2 separate regions of the Danio rerio genome follow, and region 2 is linked to region 1. The links are chromatin contacts, called in public HiCAR-type maps. All regions are on one chromosome and are shown on one strand. Each heading gives the region's core, a stretch centred on a gene start, on an enhancer-like site or on the middle of the called end of the contact. The rest is flanking DNA. Distances are from core to core; before and after follow the strand shown.

Evidence for each region. HiCAR-type assays count read pairs that join an accessible place to other places.
Region 2: a HiCAR-type map of caudal fin shows a contact between it and region 1, with 3 times the contacts expected there. The contact joins the promoter of svild here to the promoter of plcd3b in region 1. A contact is called at or near these places in 2 of 4 datasets of contacts at active chromatin or transcription factors (caudal fin and gastrula embryo).

Annotation. Positions count from the first base shown.
Region 1 is chr12:17,197,661-17,203,751 of GRCz12tu, reverse strand. It overlaps plcd3b (phospholipase C, delta 3b), which reads right to left and starts at 3,670. Exons shown (of 16, transcript XM_073918324.1): 1 at 3,548-3,670; 2 at 64-150. The coding sequence starts at 133.
Region 2 is chr12:17,266,972-17,273,062 of GRCz12tu, reverse strand. It overlaps svild (supervillin d), which reads right to left and starts at 2,181. Exons shown (of 27, transcript XM_073918319.1): 1 at 1,919-2,181. It also overlaps a transcript of nmt1b not described here.

The DNA of each region.
Region 1 (6,091 bases), core at 2,421-4,920:
AGAAGAAATAAATCAAATAAAGAAAGAAGAAACAAAAATAAGAAGAAAAGATAAATGTCTTACCCATTTTTATTAGAGGATTGTCTGGTTTAAGTTGGGACATCCCGGCTTCAGTCTTCTTCTTTCTCAACATGGCGCAGTCTAGGGGTTCTATATATAAAAATACGTAAAGATATGACTGTCTGTATATCTACAGCCTTTGGTGTCTGGCACTGTGCTCTGTACCGTTTACGTTAGTATATAGCCTTTGTCAGAAAACGGACAGCCTATACTGAGCACATTAAAACGCAGATGTCCCGACGACATTAGGCTACGTAACGTTTCATTGGCTCCGGTTGTTGACTACACCAAATTTAACCAACAAAAAATAAAACCACAGAATCGTCCTCAGATTAAAAGCTATAACGTTAACGCTATAACGCACAGATTTACAATCCTTGCGAAGACTCTATCTTGTCATATCTGAATCGGAAGCCTTGAACGAATTATCAATAATTAAGGTTAAATTAGCGAAAACTTCATCTTTATTTCAATACGCAGGCTGGCTCGCCGACAATTTACAGCAACTTGGCTGATCAGACCCGCAATGTATGTTGACTAACGTTACAGGCAGCTTTTTAAGCGGACGATTTTGTGCAGAGAAATCAGGATTAACAAAATGTCTCCCTCTAGCGATCTTGACTTTAAAAACAAGTCAATCGAAGGAGCTCTTTCTCCCCCTCCTCCCACAAGGAGCTGGCTGAACATCTACGTTGCTTCTCAACATAGACTGTAAAAAGCTTCTCAATTTGCAAATGCTAAGTTTCCTTTCCTTGCTTCCTTTTCTCGTGTCTTAGCTCCACCACCTCAGGATTCGAGGGAAAGATGCAAAAAAATAAAATAAAATAAAAATAAGATGCGAGCTAGGGCAGAGGAATTTAATCAAGTTAAATGACATATCACGATTTCTTCTTCAAACCAAACCAAGGTCATTTTTTATTTGTTCAACCTTTACAACACTGATCTGTCTTTAGTCTATTTTTTAAGATAATAACAGTAGGCCTATTTTGTTATGCAAAAAAAAAAAAAAATTATCAAAATTAAAGCAACTGTAAAAGGGCAGTTCTTTAACTACGGGCACTTTTATCCTTGTGAAGTTGAGTAAAAAAAAAAAAGCTTGTTAAAAATAACATAACAGGCTCATAAGTTTAAACAATTTGTTTAAATGATGTTAAGTTTAAACATTTCCCCAAAATACCTCAAAATGCTTAAGATCTGCAGGCCATGGGAGATGTTCAGCTTCTCTTTCATGTTCATCAAACCAATCTGTCACTAGTTTTGCTGTGTGTGTAGGTGCATTATTATCCTGATACACGCAACCACCTTCAGGATACAATGTTTGAACCACTGGGTGCACATGGTCTTTCAGAATGCTTTGGTAGTCCTTGACAGTGATGCTCCATCTAGCACCGGTATTGGGCCTAGGGAATGGCATGATATTGGAGCCCAATCCATCACAGTTTTTCTAAAACTCTGGCTTTCAGTTTAAAAACTGTACTATCACAAACATTATGTGAGACACAATCAGGATTTTCAATACACAGATCAATCCACAATTCTTGAATCTGGCTTCTAGAATGTGGCCTAATTAATAAAGATACGTTTGTTTTATTTTTTTTATATCTATAAGGCTGCACGTTGTCGCAGTTGGTAGCACGTCCATCTCACAGCAAGAAGGTCGCCGGTTCGAGCCTCGGCTGGGTCAGTTGGAATTTTTGTGTGGAGTTTGCATGTTCTCCCTGTGTTTGCGTGAGTTTCCTTATCGCCCTGATGCATCCAACTCTTCAGATACACTTGAATCTCTATACAGGTATTTAGTTGAGATCAAATTTTTAACAGTCACAGAATATTCTCTTTCTGAATGAAAACAAATCTTAGTGCATCGTGTTTGAAAATTCAAATTAATGAATGATCTCTAAATCACCTGACGAAGAATAGCCACTACATTGGTAGTGGCAAATAGGGATCCTGATAAACAAATTAAAAATTAATAAACATCAGTAATTTTACTTATTTGTCTTCATTTAGACTATTTTCATTCATTTTCTTTTTTCGGCTTAGCCCCTTTATTAACCTGGGGTCGTCACAGCGGAATGAACCGCCAACTTATTCAGCATATTTTTTACGCAGCGGATGCCCTTCCAGCTGCAACCCATCACTGGGAAATATAGGGTATTTTATTTCTATTTATTTATTATGAAACCATTTGTTTATTTATTAATTATAATTTTTGTATTGTATTTTTGTATATTGTATTTTGCTCTTATGTTAAAGTTATGTAAAGATTGAGAATTTTTGCATAATTTTCAATGTTATTATGTTTTCTGTTATTGTGGGCAATGCAGTTATTCTAATTTGCTTCTGAAAGAGTTTTCCCTTTTTGTAATTGAGAACATTAATAAAGACTTTTCCTTATGGGAAAATGTTTTATTGGGTTTGGTTAATTGCAAAACTAAACAGAACCTTAAACATAAAACCAAAATATATTTCTTTAGTCTTCTTATCTTATTAACAAAATTTTATGTACATAAATGTAAATTTCCGAACCAAAAACCTTTTTTTTATATATGTATATATATTTTGTTTACTGAAATGCAGTATAACTTTGAAACTCTTTTACAGAAAAAAGCCTATAGTCTTACAAACTACAAACATGGAGCTCGAGTTTTATTAAAGCTGTATCTTAGTTAAAATCTACCCTCGTCCTTCTGGAACACATTATTTCACGTTTTTCGTGTTATACTATATCTGCAGCAAAACCGTGATTTATTTAAAAAACGTGTTTGGTCATTAACATCTGAATGCATAATTATGCAAACGCCTGAATGCATAATTATGCAAACACGTATTTTTTTCTCCATAAAAAGAGCCGCGAATGGCAGAATAATGCTACTGTTTCTGTGGAAAAGTGAAAGGAAAAGTAGATAATATAACAAGATGAATGACAGGACATGTATTTAAGCAACATAACTGATCCTTAATAAAGCAGCATATCCCAAATATTGCAAACTCTCCAGTCACACACTTAAAAGTATATACTTTTTATTGTAAAAAAAAAAAAAAAAAAAACATTGACGTAACGTAGCATATCACGTTGTCACGTGACTGTACCAGGAAGTGAACTCTTGGCCGAAACTCCAAGAGGTGAAAGATCCCTTTTTGCGTAAGACAACAGCACACAGTTCTCAAATTTATTGTGCAAGCAGAGCAGGCACCGTTTTTATAAACTGTTCCATATCGGATCGGTACTGCGGTCAAGCCAGCCGCGGTTCGGAAAAACACAGTCATGCCAGCCGCGCTTTATATTTCGGCGCGCGCGTATTATTATCATTACGGTAATGTCAGCAGCCACACAGAGAGCGCTCCAGAGAGCATCCATTTCGCCCAGAACAGAGAGATAACAACGAAATATAAGTTTATCCCCCTTTCCTCCCACGTATGCTTTATTAAACAATTTATTAGCTTTGTTTGACTGTTGTTATTTTAAGAAATTGGTTTCTGGGCTTACCTTTAATTTCCTCAAGTTTATCTTTTTGCTTCAAATGATTTTATAGCAGATCAAACGGACAGAATAAATATACGATTTCTAAATACACAGAATACGTTTCTACTTCTCCTAGCCAACTACAGTACATTGCAAATAAGGTTAAATGCAATTTTATACAACGTGGCTAACCTCAGAAAGTGAAAACAATCATAAAGTAGTCCAACAAAACATTGTTTGAATTACAAATATATGTTTATTTCATTTAAAGGGGATTTAAAAATGTATGCTTCTTTCAGTATATGGGATATGGGGCATTATTACACTTTAGATGACTGTAAAGACCTTATTATTTGTTATAAGTAGAATAGAACAACAATAAGATCTGATGCAGGAAGTCAAATACTAAGCATACATCATATGAAGCCTGTTTTACTGCAGCATTTTGGAGAAATGTACCATTAACACACTTTAAAGTGCTATAAAGAAATAAGTAGAAAAACAACAGTTTGGTTCTGATACAGGATGTACATGCATACCTCATGTAAAAGACCTCATTCAGGTGAGCAGAAGAAAACAATGGACAGGACATCCAATATTATATGCATACCTCATAATAACTTACTGCAGCATTTTGGAGAAATGTGCTATTATTGAGCTATAAAGTCTTTAAAGTGCATAAATACATTGTTTGACATAAGTTAAATAAAAGACTGATCTGGTTTGATACTGGATGTCACATGCTATTTGCATATATACTACATCTAAATACTTTTTACTTCAGCAATTTGGACAAAAAATGCTCATTTAAAATATGTAGAAAAAAAACAATAGTCAGGTCTGATACAGGACATCACACTCTAAACTTCAAATAAAGACTTGTTACTGCAGTGTTTTGGAGAAATTGGGTATTAACATTACTCCGTGTTATAAAGACCCAATTTCCAATAAGTAGACAAAAACAATGATCAGTTCCTGTACAGAACATCCCATGCTATATGTGTACTTCATATGAAATCTTTTTACTGCACTGTTTTGGAGAAACGGGGTAATAACCTAATAAAAAGTGCTATAAAGACTACATTTCAAATAAGTAGGAAAAAACAATGGTCAGTTCTTACACAGGACATCCCATACTATATATGTACTTCACATGAAACCTTTTTACTGCAGCATTTTAAAGAGACGGGGTATTAACATAATATAAAATACTATAAAGACCGCATTTTAAATAAGTAGAAAAAAACAATGGTCAGTTCTTACACAGGACATCCCATACTATGTGTGGACTTCACATGAAACCTTATTACTGCAGTGTTTTGGAGAAATTGTATAATATTATATTTCAAAGTGTTATAAAGACCCCAATTTAAATAAGTAGAAAAAAACAATGGTCAGTTATTATACACGACATCCCATACTATATCTCCACTTCACATGAAACCTATTTACTGCAGCATTTTAGAGAAATGGGGTATTAACATAAAATAAAGTGCTATAAAGACCCCATTTTAAATAAGTAGAAAAAAAACAATGGTCAGTTCTTATACAGGACATCCCATACTATATGTACTTCACATAAAACCTTTTTACTGCAGCATTTTAAAGAGACGGGGTATTAACATAATATAAAATACTATAAAGACCGCATTTTAAATAAGTAGAAAAAAACAATGGTCAGTTCTTACACAGGACATCCCAGACTATATGTGTACTTCACATGAAACCTTTTTACTGCAGCATTTTGGAGAAACAGGGTATTACATAGAAAAAGTACTATAAATACTCCCTTTCAAATAAGTAGAAAAAAAACAATGGTCAGATCTTTTACAGGACATGCTAATCTATGTGTGTACTTCACATAAAAGCTTTTTACTGCAGCATTTAAAAAAAACGGGGTATTAACATAATATAAAGTACTGTAAAGAGTTTATTTTAAATAAGTAGAAAAAAACAATGGTCAGTTCTTATACAGGACATTTCATACTATGTGTGTACTTCACATTAAACCTTCTTACTGCACTGTTTTGGAGAAATGGGGTATTAATATGATTTAAAGTGTTATAAGGACCCTATTTCTAATAAGTAGAAAATAACAATGGTCAGTTCTTATATAGGACATCCCATACTATGTGTGAACTTCACATGAAACCTTGTTACTGCAGTGTTTTGGAGAAATTGTATATTATTATATTTCAAAGTGTTATAAAGACCACAATTTAAATAAGTAGAAAAAAACAATGGTCAGTTATTATACACGACATCCCATACTATATCTCTACTTCACATGAAACCTATTTACTGCAGCATTTTAGAGAAATGGGGTATTAACATGAAATAAAGTGCTATAAAGACCCCATTTCAAATAAGTAGAAAAAAAACAATGGTCAGTTCTTATACAGGGCATCCCATACTATGTGTGAACTTCACATGAAACCTTATTACTGTAGTGTTTTGGAGAATTTGTATATTATTATATTTCAAAGTGTTATAAAGACCCCAATTTAAATAAGTAGAAAAAAACAATGGTCAGTTCTTATACAGGACATCCCATACTATATATGTACT
Region 2 (6,091 bases), core at 932-3,431, 71 kb before region 1:
ACAAAACTGTTTTTTTAATTAATGTTATTATTATTTCATGTATCTTACAACTTAGCATTTATTTCAAATGCTCAACTGAATTTATGAAGCAAGTTTGGAGAAAAATTATGTTCTTAAATGTGGTAACTTCATATGAAGCATTTACTCCACAGAGTTATAGTTCACTGAGAAGAGACACAAACAGCTGTCATTATCACAGAATATTATCTCAATATCATTTTCGACCAATTCAACAGAATTAACAATTTTTTTTTTTTCTAATCAGTGACCAACGACTCTGTGTAGTAAATGCTGCTCCATCTGAACACATACTGGAGGTTTACTAGAACCAGCTTAACTGTCAAAATGCGCATGAAATCATGCAACAGATCAGATAAGCTACTTTCCTTATCTGATCTTTTGCAGGACTTTATGCACATTTTCTGGTTTTGTGTGAATGTGGCCTTATACTGCACAACAAAACTCCAAAGAAAGCCAAGCCAATGCAAAGAGAACAACACCAAAGAGATACCAGAGTATCCATATTACAAATCAACAGTCCACAAGGAGCATTTTGCAATTAAATTCTTCAAAAAAAAAAAAAAAAAGTTTAAAACTTTTATAATCCAATAATAATGATTTTTTTATTATTATTACATTCATTGTGGATAATATATGCATCACAGAAGTGTGATACATTATATTTACTTTATGTATTGGTTGCTTATTTAAATTTGACCAGATCAGATGGAACCTTAGCATCTTTATGTCCACCTCCCCAGTGGTTGCTATTCTGTTATTGTCTGGAGCTGCCCAGAGGTGAACCCAGATTTGAAACAAAATACTATAGCAGAAGTCAAAACAACAAAAATGAAAACTGGCAATCAGAGTCAGAATACCTTCTGAGGTTTTCATCGTTTTTTCTGAATTAGAATTATTAGATCTAAAAATTTATATTTTACCTGTTTATCAAATATTAAATAAATTGTTTAAACATATTAGCTAATAAAAATATTATTTTTCTAGAAAAGTGTTATATCATAAGAAATATTCCCATTGCAATACTCAACAATAGCAGATCTTCTAATGTTAGTGTTAGTTAATATTTAAATGTATTCCACTTGTTCATATTTACATTACATTCAACCACATATATATTTTAATGTTGGTGAGAATGGGGTTTTACTTTGAACATGTCAAAGTCATCATGCTACACCAAACTAGGTTATCGTCTCTAGCACTTTTAAATTAATTAGAATTGGAGTATAATAACATTTTTAACATTTATAAGCGACATTTATTCTTAAGTGTAGAAGGAGCAAAATACCATCAATCTACAATTTTGACAAATGTAGGACTTTTTAGAATTTTACTCTGAGCAAGCTTAAAGCATGCAGTTGTTAATGACACAGTAACACAATAATTCCCCCTTGTTTTACTTTACTTCAATTGCAATGTCTTTGCAGACTGCTAAAGGTGCTTTTTGGAGTATTTGTTAAACATCAGACCTCTAACTAAAGCTGTTTGTTACTTTGTTTATTTAATAAACATGAATTGACTTACAACAAGGTTGCCAATTTCATTAGAAAATTGCACAAATTGATCACTAAATGAAAATACATATATGCTTTAAGGGGATGGGGACATTTAATCTGATCTATAAACAAAGAAATAAGAAAAAGAAAAAAAATCCTAAACAAACCAGATTAAAACTTGAGCAAAATATTTGCAGATTTCAGCCAGACCTTGAATCCACAGGGAACCTTTCAAAGGAGACCTTTGGTTTTTCAGTTGAATTAAGCAACACTACGCCCATTAACTGGTCACAACAGATCTGACATTTTTCCGTGTTTTTAAGTAGATTGACAATATTGTTTAACTAAACATCTTGTTGTGAATAAAATAGCCTGAGAAACATGAACGGACAATCAGTACTCACCTGATTATATTTCGCTGAATCAAAACAGATGCTATCCGATAAACAGCGCGAGTCACTGGACACCAGCATAGACAGCTCCGCCGTATTTTACCAATAAAAAAGAAGCGTGGAATAACACAAATACATTGTGGGGGTTCCACCGCACGTAAGCTTTTGGTCAGCGATTGACACAATACTTTCTGTCGGCATTAAACTGTCTTCCTGTTTATACTAAACTACTAATAGAAAGTCGAACTAAACCACAGTAATGCCTGTGAAAGGCTGCTCAAGTAATGCGTTTGTCAGCCGTGTGTTTCAAAGTTGAGATCCCGCCCCCTGCCCACACCAATAGTGGATGGGGAGTTTGATTTACTCCATTGACTCGAATCTTTTGAACTGCTTCAGTTGAATCATATACAATTGTTACATTAGTCTATCGCTTTACTCTATATGTCCATATATCTACTGAAAACTTTAAAAAACAATTTTTCTTCAGTCATAAAGTGAGTTCAGTTACTGTGCAATATATAGTTTATAATGGTATTTATGCTTGTCAAGACTAGATGATTTAACTAAAGAACGAGTCGGTTCAGGAATTGATTTAATACTGGGTGGAGTTTTACGTTTCCCAAGCATGCGCGTGTGCTACAGTCTCTGCATGCATTCCAAACGGGAAAAATCTACCCTGACCATGAAACAAGTGCTGTCCCGGGTTCACTCCTCGTCTGTTTCGAGCCTTTAGAAGGGTCTTTCTATTACTATTTTAATTGCTAATTCATTACGTTATGTAAAAATAAAAATAATAGTTATAGCTTCCTAAAACTGGCATGTTGTTATAAGTTATGTAGCCTAAGGATATCATAGCATGGTTTGTGAGAAACATGCATGCATGTTTACTGTTGAAACAGATTCTGGATGATAATATCCTACGTCCAACGTTGGACACTGTATTGCAGTTTAGTTTATTATGTTAGAAAATTATAGAAGTTGCATGAATAAAATTATTACAATTCTAAAAATTTACTGAAATGCCTTTTTAAGTACTAAACAATTTAAGTGGTTGGTGCTGTTTCAATACTATTTGTAGATTTATCGGGGTTTTTTTAGAATGAAAAAAAAAGTGAAAATAATATTTGTTTTTAAATAGTTTTGTAGGTTAAATAGGGAGGAAGGAAACAAATGTGTCTCTCAGGGCCATAGGTGTTACACATGTAAACATATATTAACAAATATTTCCAAATACACATAGACATAGAAAAGTAATATTTAATGTAAGTACATTTTTTGTCTTGACCTGGTTTTCCTACAGTACACGGTGCCAATGTTATGGCACCACCCTGCGTTTTTAATGTACACTGCACGTAGCAGTTGATGTTTGAACTGTCTGCAGCAGATACCTGTTGAATGTCAAAAAATGAAATAAAAAACCTGTTAAATGTTCGTTGTGCATTACACAGAATTTCTTTAGTGCACATTGAGTGGATGAAGGAGGATTTGTGTTAAATGTGCTTTATGCAGTTGTGTAAAGAATGTCCTTAGTTCAAACTGTTAAAGTGCTAAGTGCAGAGATGTGTCTAAATATCCATTGTGTGGCACAAATGTTTAGAAAGTTGATTGGATAGAGGGTTTTATTTCATACCTTTTATTAATGTTTAAAATTGGGAATACTTCTGTAGGACACATGCCAGTGTTTATTTTTATGTAAACTGTTATTTTATGATGTAAATAATTTAATATTTAAGTATAATTTTGACTGTTTTATGCTCTTTTATATAAATAAATAAATAAATAAATAAATAAATACATACATACATACATACATACATACATACATACATACAATCATACATACATGTTTATATACATATGTTTGTGTGTTTTTGTCCCTTGTGGGGGCACCACAGTAAATTTTCGCTTAGGGTAACCCCCATGCCACTCCCATTACCACCTACCACACGCAGATTTAAAACTGTATTTACTACTGTATATGATTTCATATCACAGATTTCATATACAGCTCTTGAAAGAGAAAGTCAAAGTAGTTTAAGTTAAGTATTTGACCTCTTTGGGGTTATGAAGCCTGCATACACAAATAGTGTTCATCTGTTGAAGGTGATTCACATTTGCATATTTTATTCATTTTTGTAACACAGAGACACACAAATTACACTGAAAGCTTAATGTTAAATAAAATTATTTTTTTATATAATGTTACATCTCAACCCGTTGGAAATCTTGGCTACAATATATTAATACTTTACCTTTAAGTACAGCATTTAATTTATCAGTACATTTTTGATCAACTTTTAAAAGCACATTTTAATTTAAATAAGCAGGGATAATGTTCAAACTTTTTGTAATTTTTAAAGTGGCTAACGATAATAAACATAATTTTTATGCATAAATTTGCCTTGTTTTTTGAACTGTGCAGAGCAGTTGCTGATTATTTAGGCCTACTACACTATTTTGATGCTGGTCATTAGGTGGTACTTGTAGAGACTCTGGGACTTCTGAGGTGGTGCTTGGTGTAAAAAGTTTAAAAATCACTGCTGTAAGAGATGAAATATAAGTAGTGGTGGAGGGCTGGACCTTTTCAATTTTCAATTTGCCTTCTTAAAAGTGGCAATTAGGTATTGGCTAGATCCCGAATCATCAATTATTGCTGTTTTTGTTTGGTAAAACAGCACATTACAACAAGAATATTACAAGAACCTTAGGCTACCTACAATGGTGTTACCACATGTTAATGGTCTTTTTTTGTTAAAGATTTCTGCTGTAATGTATTACTGTTATATTTTGTGTTATACAGTTGTAATTTTCATGTGGTATAGCCTAATGTGTAGTTTTTTTGTGGTAAAGTGCACATATTCGTCATATTACTGTAATATTTACACAACAGTTTTGTTGCATGTACGTAATATTTCCGTAATTTTCTTGTGGTGATGTGTGGCACTACTGTGATATTTCTGTAATATTTACTATATGATTTTGTTATACTGTAGTTAATGTTCCTGTAATGTTTTAATGTGTGGTATTATTGCCTTCCTTTAAAATTCCTGTCATTTTTATGCAGTAGGCATATTCTTGCACTGATATTTCTGTTATACTTAACACAATATTTTGTTAAACAATATTCCTGTAGTTTTCTTGCAGTGATGTGTGGTATTACTGTCATATTTCTGTAATATTTACCTCACCATTTTGATATAGTATGTAGGCTAGTAGTTGTGCAATATTCTTGTGGTAATGTGTGGTATATTACTGTACCACATTATTTAGCTATAAAGGTAAGGTTTGTAAGTAATATTCCTGTAATGTGTGGTGTTGTTTTTATCTTTCAGTTGTATTTACCACAGGATTTAGTTGAAATGTTTGTAATATAATAATTAAATGGAAATATGTAGTATTACTTTTACACCTCTTCTGTATTATTTAGCATACTGGTGCTACAGAGGTCGATAATATTGTAACTCATTGTTTTGCATAGATATTTACATATATCCATATATTATGTAAAATATCTATGATTGTTTTGTACAATGGTTTTGTACAATGACTGTAAAAAAAAAAATTGTAACACAGGCGAAAAAGCTGCGTCAACGGATGTAGTGCCCTCTTATGAACACGAGAGGGCATCAATTTGAATGCTTTTTGTTGTTGTGTTGACTGGACTTTAGCTCCCATAATCCTTTGTACCTTTCTCATAGTTACTGATTTTGTAAGACTTTTCTCAGTTTGCTTGTTTGTTTGTTTCAGATGAGTTTAGATTTAGTTCTGTTTACATGGTTTGTAAACAGTACAACAGAACCTTATTTTTATGTTTTAGCGTTGTTTGCCCCTCCATGTCATGAATTAACTTTTTGCTTTAAAAAAAAAAATAAAACTGCAATTGAATTCTCTGTATTGTGTGACATGGTAAACACTACTACACTAAGAATAATACATGCCATAACAAAATCCTGTGGCAAATACTACAGATATATGTCTAAAGTACAACAAATAATTACCACAAGAAAAAAATATAGGAATATTTTATAACAAACAAAACCCTGTGGTAATTACAGCAGAAATATGACAATACCACACATTACTGCAAGAATATTACTGGAATATTATATAATGAGAAACTAAATTTTGTGTAAATACTACAAGAAAAAATATGACAGCAACATCACACATTACTGAAATAATATG